Linked DNA regions of Mus musculus: region 1 is linked to region 2. The links are chromatin contacts, called in public ChIA-PET maps. All regions are on one chromosome and are shown on one strand. Each heading gives the region's core, a stretch centred on a gene start, on an enhancer-like site or on the middle of the called end of the contact. The rest is flanking DNA. Distances are from core to core; before and after follow the strand shown. Region 1 overlaps Abr (active BCR-related gene). Region 2 holds the start of Gemin4 (gem nuclear organelle associated protein 4).

Region 1 (5,398 bases), core at 217-2,716, 260 kb after region 2:
AATGAGAACAGCAACAGCAGCAGGCATTTTCAGGCATCAACTCACTCCTGCAACCATCCAGGTGGCTACTGGTACCCCTCTTCACGGAGAAGGAAGCTGAGAACAGGAGGGTAAGCTGTCACAGGACCACCTATGGCAAAGCCAGGATTCAAACCCAGCTGTGACGAGCTCTGGTTGTGCTTGTCCCTACAACACTTGTGGCCTTGAAAACATGGCTGTCAGGATACAGGTATCACCTTCAACATTCAAGTTCTCTCCAGCCCCAAAAAAGTTCATAATGTGTCTATCAATCCACTCATTTGTTCATCTAGCAGTGGAGTCCATTAGTTCTGGGAGTCTAATGAGAAGAAAATACAAACTGTTCCAGAGTTTACACTGGTGGGCACAGTAAAGATGGGAAAGACAGGTGCATTTTAAATAAGTGTTCATGAGGGACAAACATGGGGCCTGGAAAGGCTTTTCTGAGGTCATTCCAACTTGGGCACTGATGGAGAGAAGCCAGGTAAATGGGGAAGACCATTTACGGTCTACAGAGGTCAGGAAGTGTTTTGGTCTAAGCAGGCTCAGGCAGAGCTAAGGGGGAGGGTGTCATGGAAGCCTTAGCAACAAGAGGACTTCTGTGAACATCCTCCAACATTAAACCTGTGCTCTTCTCCTGTGAACAGCAGCAGGTAACACCGGCTGATACTCTCTACTCTGGAACCAACTGTTAGTTAGGACCATATCCAGCCAACTGCTTCACTTTGTAAAGGCAGCACTGGGATGCAACAGCCTTCCAAGGTCTCAGGTAAGCGTCATCCTCCTGCAGCCTCCTCACACACTTCTCTGTCCATGGAGTGACAGAGGGACCTGCGTCCTGGCAGAGGAAGCTCCATTCCAGTGCTCAAAGGACTCCCATGCAGACAAAGCCAGCATTCCCCAGGAACATTCACACACAGGACCTGGCTCTGCCGCTCTCTCTAGAAGCACTTTCAAGGCTCCACTAGGATGGGGGCTGGGGTTGAGGATCCAAGTCCAATTGCCCTAAAGAACCCAGGTCCAGACCGGCCTCCAAGGGCTTGGAGGTGACCCAGGCCTCAAGAGGGCTAGAGTGACCAGTTCTAACACCAGTCTGCCATAGAGACATGCCCTCATGGGAGACTCACCAGTTTCTGGAAAAGATGGCCCATGGTGACCTGGCTGTCCCACTGCTGCACCTTGGGGCAGAGGTTGTCGTAGAACTCCTTGTGGATCTCGTAGATGTCCTGGATCTTGTAGAAGATGGTCTCAATCTGTTGGATGGTGAGCACAGGCTGGGAGGTGGTGGCTGTGGCCTTCAGGGGTTTCATGGGCTGAAGAGGAAGAGGAACAAAGTACAAAGGTGGTGATGAATGAACCAGAGCGTTCGTTGGCAGGTCCTGGGCAGATTGTGACACTGATTACATGCAGCGCCGCCCAAGTTCTGCCTAGGCAGGGCCGCTGAAGTCAGAGCACCTGAAACACGATTTCTCAGAGCTGCTGTCACAGGTCCCAACAAGCCACATGCAGAGAGAGGGAACCTGGCAGCAGCGATCTGACATAGTAGCCACAGCACTTCCCTTCCCCAACACAACCTTAGCTCACAACCCCTGGCTCGTTTGTGTGTGTTCACTGGTCCATTGAGCAGGTTCCTAGTCTCTTCCACAATGGCCTCAGGCCCCAGTCATAAGCCTCCTTGTCATGCTTCAGTGGGACAGTGTTACCTGGGAGGCCAGCTCCTTGGCTGTTTCCTTTTGAGAAACAGAAGGCAGTTCTAGTACTCAGGAGGTAAAACCAAAGAGAGATTCAACACTAGCTCAAGCCAGATCTGTACTGGAAGCACTCCAGAGGCTGAGGCAGGAGGATTGCAGGCCAGCCTGGGCAACACAGTGAGAGCCAGTCTCAAAAAAGAAACCAATGTTAGCTCAGAGAGGAACGGGTACATACATGCCACCCTCCTACTTTCCACATCCGTGGCAGACATGCAGACATTACTAAGCGAGCGTGATGATCTTTCCCACTGAGTGTGGTTTTGGTCACAAGACTCTTTCTCAATGCCTGTTGACATGAAAATGAAAGCAGCTAGTCATCCTTGCTCATCTATACCAAGATCACCAGCACCCTCAGTGGAAGGGGCAGTGACTGTCCCTGGCAGTGACTGGGCAATGGCCCAGCAAGAGACAGGGTGTAGAAATATGGACAGGGAAGGCACACATAGGCAAGGGAGAACAGCCTACAACCTTAAGGCAGTATGGAAAGGGTTTCCCTGCAGACCTGGGAGCAGTGGGAGACGACAGAGTCAGCATGGACTCACCAGAGCTGTCAGCGACACACAGGATGAGGCTGTGGGCCGACTAAGGAGAGAAGCATTCCAGGAGAGAGTGTGAGAGTTAACAGCTGAGGTGCTGGGCCGTGAGATCACCTACACCGAGGGAAGCAGAGCTACCAATGGCTCCTTCAGTGCTATGACAGCCAACCTGGGTTCATCACAGAGGCCAGCCTTCCATCCTAACTGTACTCCATCTTCCTGATGACAGTGGCTAAGCCCAAGTCTCATATATCCAGACAATGTCCAACTGTTGACTTTCTTTGTCCTCTACATTCTACAAAGTCCGGAAACAAGACAAAGCCAGGCCCAAGAAGACCCACTGACCCTCCTGGCACTAGAACCAAGTAACCTTTAGTAACAGGTTCTTGCTAAAAAACAGGATGGGATTCAATCTTGGTCAGGGCAGGCAGTATGGGCTGCAGCCAGAGTCTGCCATTTACTAGTTGGAAGCAAGTCACTCCCCATTTCTGGGTGTATCATCTCTTTACTAGCAGGCTCATGTGTGGGACTGAAGTGGTATTACCTTCTCAAAAGAACCAATAGGAAGAGTGAATCTCAAAAGTCACACATTACATAGAATATCTAGGGGTTGGAGATGACTCAGTGGTTAAGACTGCTTCCTGCTCTTGCAAAGGACATGGGATCAGTCCTTAGCACCCACATGGTAGCTCACAACCACCTGTAACTCCAGTTCCAGGGGATCTGACATCCTCTTCTTGCCTCTAGTTTGAGCATGCATGCAGTGCACATAAACTCATGAAGACACATACATATAAAGATGGTAAATAAATCTTCAAAAAATAATAAAGAGCCGGGTGTGGTGGTGCACACCTTTGATCCCAGCACTCGGGAGGCAGAGGCAGGCAGATTTCTGAGTTTGAGGCCAGCCTGGTCTACACAGTGAGTTCCAGCCCAGCCAGGGCTACACAGAGAAACCCTGTCTCAAAAAACGAAAAAAATAATAATAATAATAAAGAGGGGTTGGGGATTTAGCTCAGTGGTAGAGCACTTGCCTAGCAAGTGCAAGGCTCTGGGTTCTGTCCTCAGCTCTGAAAATAAATAAATAAATAAATAAATAAATAAATAAATAAATAAAGTTTCTAGTACCTACTTGGCATCTAGAAGGCAGCTAATATTATTATTCATCCTTTGAATAAAGAACCAAGTGCCAAATATAAGACCAATCCCCAACCCCCACTGGTGTGCCTGGAACACATACCGTCCCAGTCCTCATGGTGTTTCCAGTCTAGCAGAGGAGACAAAGGAAACACAAGTAAATGATCAAACATGAAATGATACATACCAGTAAGTTCGATGAAGAAAATAAGGAGGGGACCACCTAAGGCAGGGTGGGGAGGTGGCTCCTCCAAAGAGGGGAGGGACCCTTACTCTGAGATAGCCATGGGGCCAGAGAGAATTGTTCTCATCAAGATTTCCTTGAAGACTGAACTGGAGTCAGAACCAGGCTTGGTGAGAGACAAGGCCTGAAGGCCACTAAGACTATGTACAGTGCACATATACAGGAAGAGGAGGGCTGAGCAGGGCTGGATGGAGCACAGGAGTGTGTTTATGCAGAGGGGAGTATGGCTTTGACAGCACGGCTGGCCATGCAATGACCCAGCATTCTGCAGAGCAGTGAGTGACAGCAGCCCAGCACTCAGGCGATCATTTTGGTGACCCATGATCTCCTTTCTTGAGAACATTAGATGCTATTTGAAAAATGGACTGAAACAAACCAAGCAACTTGGTGGCCAGCATGAAGCCGGACATTTCCCAACTTGGATGTACTGGAGCAGCTAAGGAAAGGCTTTGTGGAGGAGGTACCAGTTAAAGTAATGGGGCCTTGAAGCTGGTGAGATCTGAGCAGGAGGAGAGCTGCGGGGTCACACAGGCAAGGCAGCAGGAGGAACTAGGAGGAAGGCACAGCGTGCTCCCATGCCCAGGTGAAAGGATACAGGGGACTTCCCTTCAGATGTGACATAACATCTCCATCTAATCCAATGGACAGGTACAAATTGCCTTGGAGCCCCAAAGCCACTCATCCTGTGCCTTGGCACAATCCCCAGGTGGAGGGCATAAAGGAAAGAGGAGAACAGCTCTGGGAAGGCCGAGACTTCTCAGAAGCGACTGCTGGGGAAGCACACACTGGTCAACCTCCGCCGAGACAGGCCCAACAGCCCTGCTTCCTCCTGAACTTCCCACTGTCTGTGAAAGGGGAAGAAAAGCGCTCTCACCAGGGCCAGTCACATGGGCCAGCCTGCCTGAAACTTTCTCACCAGATGAAGGACTGACTTTTTTGCTCTCATCTCCATTATCCATGGTGAAGGGGGATGGTCTGGCTGGTCCTTAGTAAGTTACTTTTTATCTGAAGACTCACATACAGGCTCAAAGGCCAGGCTCCTCTCACTGAGCTTGAGCCAACATTGATATTAGGACCAGGGAGCTAGCACATCAGCTACCTCCGTCCTCCTCCCTGGTCCAGCTTATGGCAAGGATTAGAGAGAAGCTGTCAAAAGAATTCTTACAGAGAACCCCTGGGTGGTCTCAACTCCCACCCTGGGAGCTTCACTTAAAGGTGGGAGTTAGCCAGTTCTGCCCTCACACAGTCATGTCTGCCGTGTCCTCTAGCAAAGTAGCCTTTCGAAACAGGGGAAAGAAATCTGCCCACTTCCTCTACCTCCTACCCCTGAAGGCTTGGCCCTGTCAGGCACATTTACTATCGCAGCCCTGGTTACTTCTTGGCGCTCACAGAGGAGGTGTAGTTAACCTATCACATAAACAAGCAAGCTGAGGTGCCCTAGGACTATGAACTCCGACAGAAACAGCCACAGTGAAAGGCTAAGAGAAGGTGGCAATTGGGCTAGCTGTGGCAAACTATGACCCCAAGGTGGGATGGGCTGTAGGCAACAATCCACACTTACTCACTCGGTGCCTGTGCAGAGCTACAGCCCATTTAGTTCTCTTTCTTTTAGAGCCCCAGCCCCTAAAGCTGAGCTCTCAGACCCCAGGAGTTACAGAAGCTCACTATTCCTTCCAGAAAGTTACTAAACCTGGCCCCTGGGTGCTGGCCGG
Region 2 (5,316 bases), core at 805-3,304:
TGTAACTATTCTGGTATTGTTACCTTTTTGAAGCATCTCCCAGGTATGGAAGAATTGGATGGGTTATATAAGCTATCTTAACCATAATCAGACCATCAAGAGCCTGATTTAAATGCTCAAGTGTTGGCAGGACTAGTCTTGTCAATATTTTGTCTCCTCCAGTGCAGAAACAGACGGGCACAGGTCTTTCCCAAAGTGTATAATCTGGCCTAGAAGCTGAGTGCAACACCTTGTCACGGTCACTGCTAGCTCTCTCCTCAGTCCTCTATGCTCCCAGAAACACATCTGCCCTATTCTCATAGGCCAGAGTCGGCAGCAAAAGTACTGACTCCAGTGAACAGCTGTGGTGGCCTATCCCGTTAGTCCCAGCTCTCTAGTGATGCAGATTTTTATGAGGCAAGCCTGGTCCACGTACTGAGTTTCAGGCTAGCCAAGGCTACATCATGGCTACCATCTCAAACTTCTCCTACCCCCAGGGAAAAAAAAAAATTACTGACACCAGGCAACTAAAAAATCTCCTGGCCACTAACCATTTACTGTCACTGCCTGCCCACCCCAAATCAAGGCTCAGCACTCCCACAAAACCCAGACCTGAAGGCAATCCAGGGTTCTTTCTGTCTCAGGTTGGTCTGCCGGCCCCCGAACACATTTCCTTATAACTGTAAATGACATTTTATTGCATTAGACATCGGCTTAGCAGAGCAAATGTCTGCGGCCAAACATGTGCCTTTCAGAGACTGTGTACATGTGGCTTGAGAAAAGTCCCAGACTCAGCTCATAGCCAGGGGAAACTCAAAGGCTTTTTTTTTTTTTTTTTTTTTTAAATCAGTAGCTGGTGCTAGGAAGTGACTGGTTACTTTGGTAGGCACTGTGCTGGGTGGCATACTTGTATTTTTTTCTGAGATAGGCTCTTGTTATATAGCTGGAACTGGCTTGAAACTATACAGACCAGGTCGGCCTAGAATTTTGAGATCCTCCTGCCTCTGCTTCCAGAGTGCTAGTTAGACATAAGCTACCACACCCAGCTTGACACCTATAAAAATCATGTAATCGTCAAACTAACTTCTTGAGGATTATAACTCCTGTTTTGGAGATGGGAAGCTAGAGGCCCAGGCACAACTTTGCAAGGTGTCTCAACTAGGGAGTCAAGCCTTGGCAGCACTCTTCACAGCTGCAGGGCACGAAACTACCATTCCACACTAAAGAGCTGGCTAGGGACAAAGACATTTCTCCACAGCGTATTATTTGCAAATCTTGGAGTACTTCCCAGGACGGCCTCCTAGTCTTACCCTCTAAAGAGCACACCTAGCAGGGTGGAGAGGGTTGGCAGATGGCCACAGATTTCTATCAACTCCGCCTTACTTCCAGACCTCGCCTAGGAGGATACTCCAAACCAAGCAGCACTCGAATTCGGATTCAAAAAGTGAAATCTCAGGCTGCGCAACTCCTGCTCACAAGAGAGGGGTGGGGGTGGGGTGGTCGCTTTGCGTGAGTCAACGAATGGGGTCCTGTTATGCACGTGGTCGCAAAGAAAACGCCAAGCCTCTGGGAGAAAGACAGTATCAGTATTTTTGCTTTATGCACTAGGCGACCTAATAAGAAACATGTTCACTAACTCGGCAGTCATTTAATAACGAAGAACTCTCCGGACGTCCGTCCCTCCCAGCCCGGCATTTCCGAAACACGTGCAGTAGCCCTGAGCATTTCCAGGAGAATCAAGGCTATATTCGCTCCCGGTTTCCCACTGGGAAGACACTACGAAGGACGGAGGAGGACTCTAGGAGACCGTCATGTGGTGGGGCTACAGGATGGAGGCCGGCCTCGCGACTGCGGGTCCCCCAAAACTCCTCAAGCCCCCAGCCTCCCGAGCACCGTAGGAGCAGTGCAGAGCCTCAGCCTGCCCAGGAGGTGCTTTGGGGGGGTGCGGCCCAGGGGCCGGAGTAGGGAAGTGGGAACCCACCTAGGTCCATGGCGGCGACGCTGGCGGCGGGCTAGACCGCCCCTCCTAGTCCAAGGCCGCGAACGCGTTGCCCGCGCCACGGCACAAAGGGCGGCGCTACAGGCGCGTCACAGGCTCCGCCCACAGCGCTTCTCCGCTTCCGTGCTGTAGTCTGCTAGCCGCTGCCGTTCAAGGCGCACGCGTACTCCTCTCCAACAAGCTCGCAGCGTCGAAGCCACCCTAGCCACAGCGCCCCCTCTCGGCCTAGGCTTCCCAGCCTTCTTAACCACAGGTACTGTTGGCTGTCTCCATGTGGAACCTGACCCCTTCAGGCAAGGAGGTCGAACCCCTTAGTCCAGACCCCTCATTCACCCTCACTCAGGAACCCCGGGCAGCTCTCGCCCCGGATTCACCCACATGGAATAACTTTCCTTCAGCTGTGTACTAACCAGCAGCGGATCCACGGGATTCATCCCCCCCCCCCCCAAGACACACAAAACTCCCTATATGCTTGCTTTTCATGCTGCACTATCTCCTATAGGCAACAGCAGAGTCAACTTTCAGAGCTCATAGGTGCTTTTATAACTTTGAAGGGCAGTCACACTGGAAAAAGCTCTGCGGGGCAGGAGCAATTGAATGGATTCCTGGTCCTCGATTTGTACGTTATTAAACACACAAACGCCCCGTGTTCATCCCACACATTATCTCTTTACCCCTTCTTTCCAAGGCCTAACAATAACATGGTTTGCTTATTTCCAACTTTCTTCTAGTACCCCGCATCACTTAAAAACAGAAGCATTGCCTCTGGTATACCAATGAGCCAAGTGGAGTTTGAAATGGCCTGTGCTTCACTCAAGCAGCTGAAGGGGCCTGTGAGTGATCAGGAGAAACTGCTGGTGTACAGCTTTTACAAACAGGCCACCCAGGGCGACTGTAACATCCCTGTCCCTCCTGCCACAGATGTGAGAGCAAAGGCCAAATATGAGGCCTGGATGGTAAACAAAGGGATGTCCAAGATGGATGCCATGAGGATCTACATTGCTAAAGTGGAAGAGCTGAAGAAAAAGGAGCCATGCTAAGAGCATTTTGGCAGACACAAGGAAGTAGCATGGCTCCACTGGTAGGGGACGGGTTTAAGATTCCTGATGGCTGAAACACACTGAAAGGGTAGCAGCGTTAGCAGAAACACCAATAAATCATTCAAACTGCATGAGAGTGGAGTCTGTGGCAAAAGAGAAACTTTGAGGGTCCTGGAGAAGTATTTAGATGTGTAGAAGCCTCTCTCTGCTGGGTGAAACTCCATTAATCTGCCTTTCTGTGGTCTGACTGGCATTAATAGTCTTCCCAGTTCCACAATGTGTGTGGATATTTGGCAGAAGAGCAAAGAGGTGGGGTGAATCATGCTATTAAAATAACCAGGGGTGGGGGCTTGGATCTGTATTATCAGGGGTTATCAACACACCAAGAACCCAACAGTACAGAGGAGAAAGGGGCTCTGCCTTCTAAAGAGCTAAAGACAAATAGAAAAGCCCTCACCTAGAACACAGGTCCAGAGAAGTTAGGATTTTGATGGAACTCAAACTTTGAGTGACATGGTGAAGTGGGTCATGCATCACGCACAGCAGCTGAGGGACAGGGAAGAAGGGTGGCCTCAGCATCTCAGTGCCTGAAAGAATCACCTAAGCCTTAGCAACCTAAATGTTCTTAACCTAGGTTTCTGCTTGGGGCCCAGTGATGGACGGACACACACATGCACACGCACATGAACGTACGCACGTGTGGCTCATGTAAGTGCCGGTGTCCATCACTACAGAGGCATCAGTGTGCTAAAATTGTGCCCAGAAGTTGGCAAATGAAGTGTTAAAGTAGAATTCTTAACTTCGTGGTAGCATGGTAGTATGTGTCTTGTCTGAAGCAAGCAGTACTTGCCTGGCACCAGGGTTTGCTCTCTAGCAAATCTGGTCATATAACAGCAAGTTTCTCTAGGCAGTTGGGTGGGGGGTGGGAGCTATACTTTGTTTTATGAGATAGGACTTGGCTGATCTGGATTCACTCTATAAACCAGGCTGGCCATCAGGGATCCATCTGATTCTTCCTCCTGAGTGCTGCATTTAAAGTATGAGCCACCATGATGGCTATAAAGTTTATTGTTTATCATTACATTTTTTTTATTGTGTGCACTGTGTGTGTGGGTGTGAGGGTGCCAAGTGTGCATGTGAAGGTCAGAACACAATTCAGAGTTGGTTCTCTCCAACTTTTACATGGGTTCACAGGATCAAACTCAGGCTGCTAGGCTTTCCTGGAAAGCATCTTTACCTACAGGGCTCTTTGTGGGCCCTATGATGGCCATTTTCTCTCTCTCAGTGATGCAGATATAGGCCAGACTAGACCAGATTAAAAGATTGTAGGGAATTGGCTCTAATGCTTTGTTTTAATTCATCTCCCCAAAGCCTTATTTCCAAATGCTGAGGGTCCCTGCCCCCAGGTGTCTTTGATCAGTACTAAAAAACTGCCATACAGCCAATGACTGGGCAAGGGGCAGAAGGAGATGAAGAGCAGGCAGATTCTCCATGACTTAGAAGCAGAGAGATTAAAGAGCTGCAGGAAAGAAATCATCCAGCAATGTAGGTGTAAAGGGAAAGCCACCCCAATGGAGGCTACCAAGAAGGAAACAGGGCCGCAAAAATAAAATATTGATTTAGAAGGTATTAACTCAGGAATGCCAGAGGGGAGTCTGTGCTAGCTGAGGGGAGGTTTGGAAGTGCCCGGCCACTGAGCAAGTTAGGCATATTAAAAATTAAGCTGGCATGTGTGCGTGCGTGCATGCCTTTGTGTCTTTGATTCTCAAATTCTTGAATTTAGAACACTCTGGCAGGTGGCTAAAGGCTGGATCACCCGCCAGAAGGGTGCTCAAAGCAGTTTACCTATTCACCATTATGGTTGATAAAGGCAGGTTTATTAGGAGGCAGCTCTTGGGTGGGTTCACTGACCTCACAGGATCAGTGAAGTCACACATGCAGGCTAAAGCAAGGGGTTTTTACAGAGTTTAGGTGAGGGGTGATGATGTGCCAGCTAGGAGTTGGATTCTGTCCATACATAGCCAAAAAATTCTTTGAAACATCAAGCCTGGTGTCTGATTTAGGAGTTCTACTGCTGTGAAGAGACACCATGATCACAGCAACTCTTTTTTTTTTTTTTTTTAAGGTTCTTTTCAGATTTATTTATTTATTACATGTAAGTACACCGTAGCTGTCTTCAGACACACCAGAAGAGGGAGTCAGATCTTGTTACGGATGGTTGTGAGCCACCACGTGGTTGCTGGGATTTGAACTAAGGACCTTTGGAAGAGCAGTCGGGTGCTCTTACCTGCTGAGCCA

What was found. ChIA-PET counts read pairs in DNA pulled down with a chosen protein or histone mark.
Region 1: a contact with region 2 is called in an RNA polymerase II ChIA-PET map of memory CD8 T cells, with 35 read pairs. The contact joins the enhancer-like site here to the promoter of Gemin4 in region 2. A contact is called at or near these places in 5 of 115 datasets of contacts at active chromatin or transcription factors (bone marrow-derived macrophages, embryonic stem cells, forebrain and 2 more) and 1 of 9 other capture datasets (adipose tissue).

Annotation. Positions count from the first base shown.
Region 1 is chr11:76,477,850-76,483,247 of GRCm38.p6, forward strand. Abr (active BCR-related gene) reads right to left here. Exons shown (of 23, transcript NM_198895.2): 4 at 1,146-1,331. Among named protein-coding and RNA genes, the nearest start is that of Timm22, 73 kb to the left of the region's middle. Within about 2 kb of position 1,467, at least 150 of the 459 cell types and tissues checked have an H3K27ac peak or open chromatin away from gene starts, as enhancers often do. A contact at or near this core is called in bone marrow-derived macrophages, memory CD8 T cells and pancreatic cancer cells, where this site is marked.
Region 2 is chr11:76,215,518-76,220,833 of GRCm38.p6, forward strand. Gemin4 (gem nuclear organelle associated protein 4) reads right to left here and starts at 2,055. Exons shown (of 2, transcript NM_177367.3): 1 at 1,961-2,055. The coding sequence starts at 1,970. Dbil5 (diazepam binding inhibitor-like 5) reads left to right here and starts at 2,096. Exons shown (of 2, transcript NM_021294.2): 1 at 2,096-2,231; 2 at 2,710-3,148. The coding sequence starts at 2,755. The coding sequence ends at 3,018. Glod4 (glyoxalase domain containing 4) reads right to left here. Exons shown (of 9, transcript NM_026029.3): 9 at 4,878-5,316.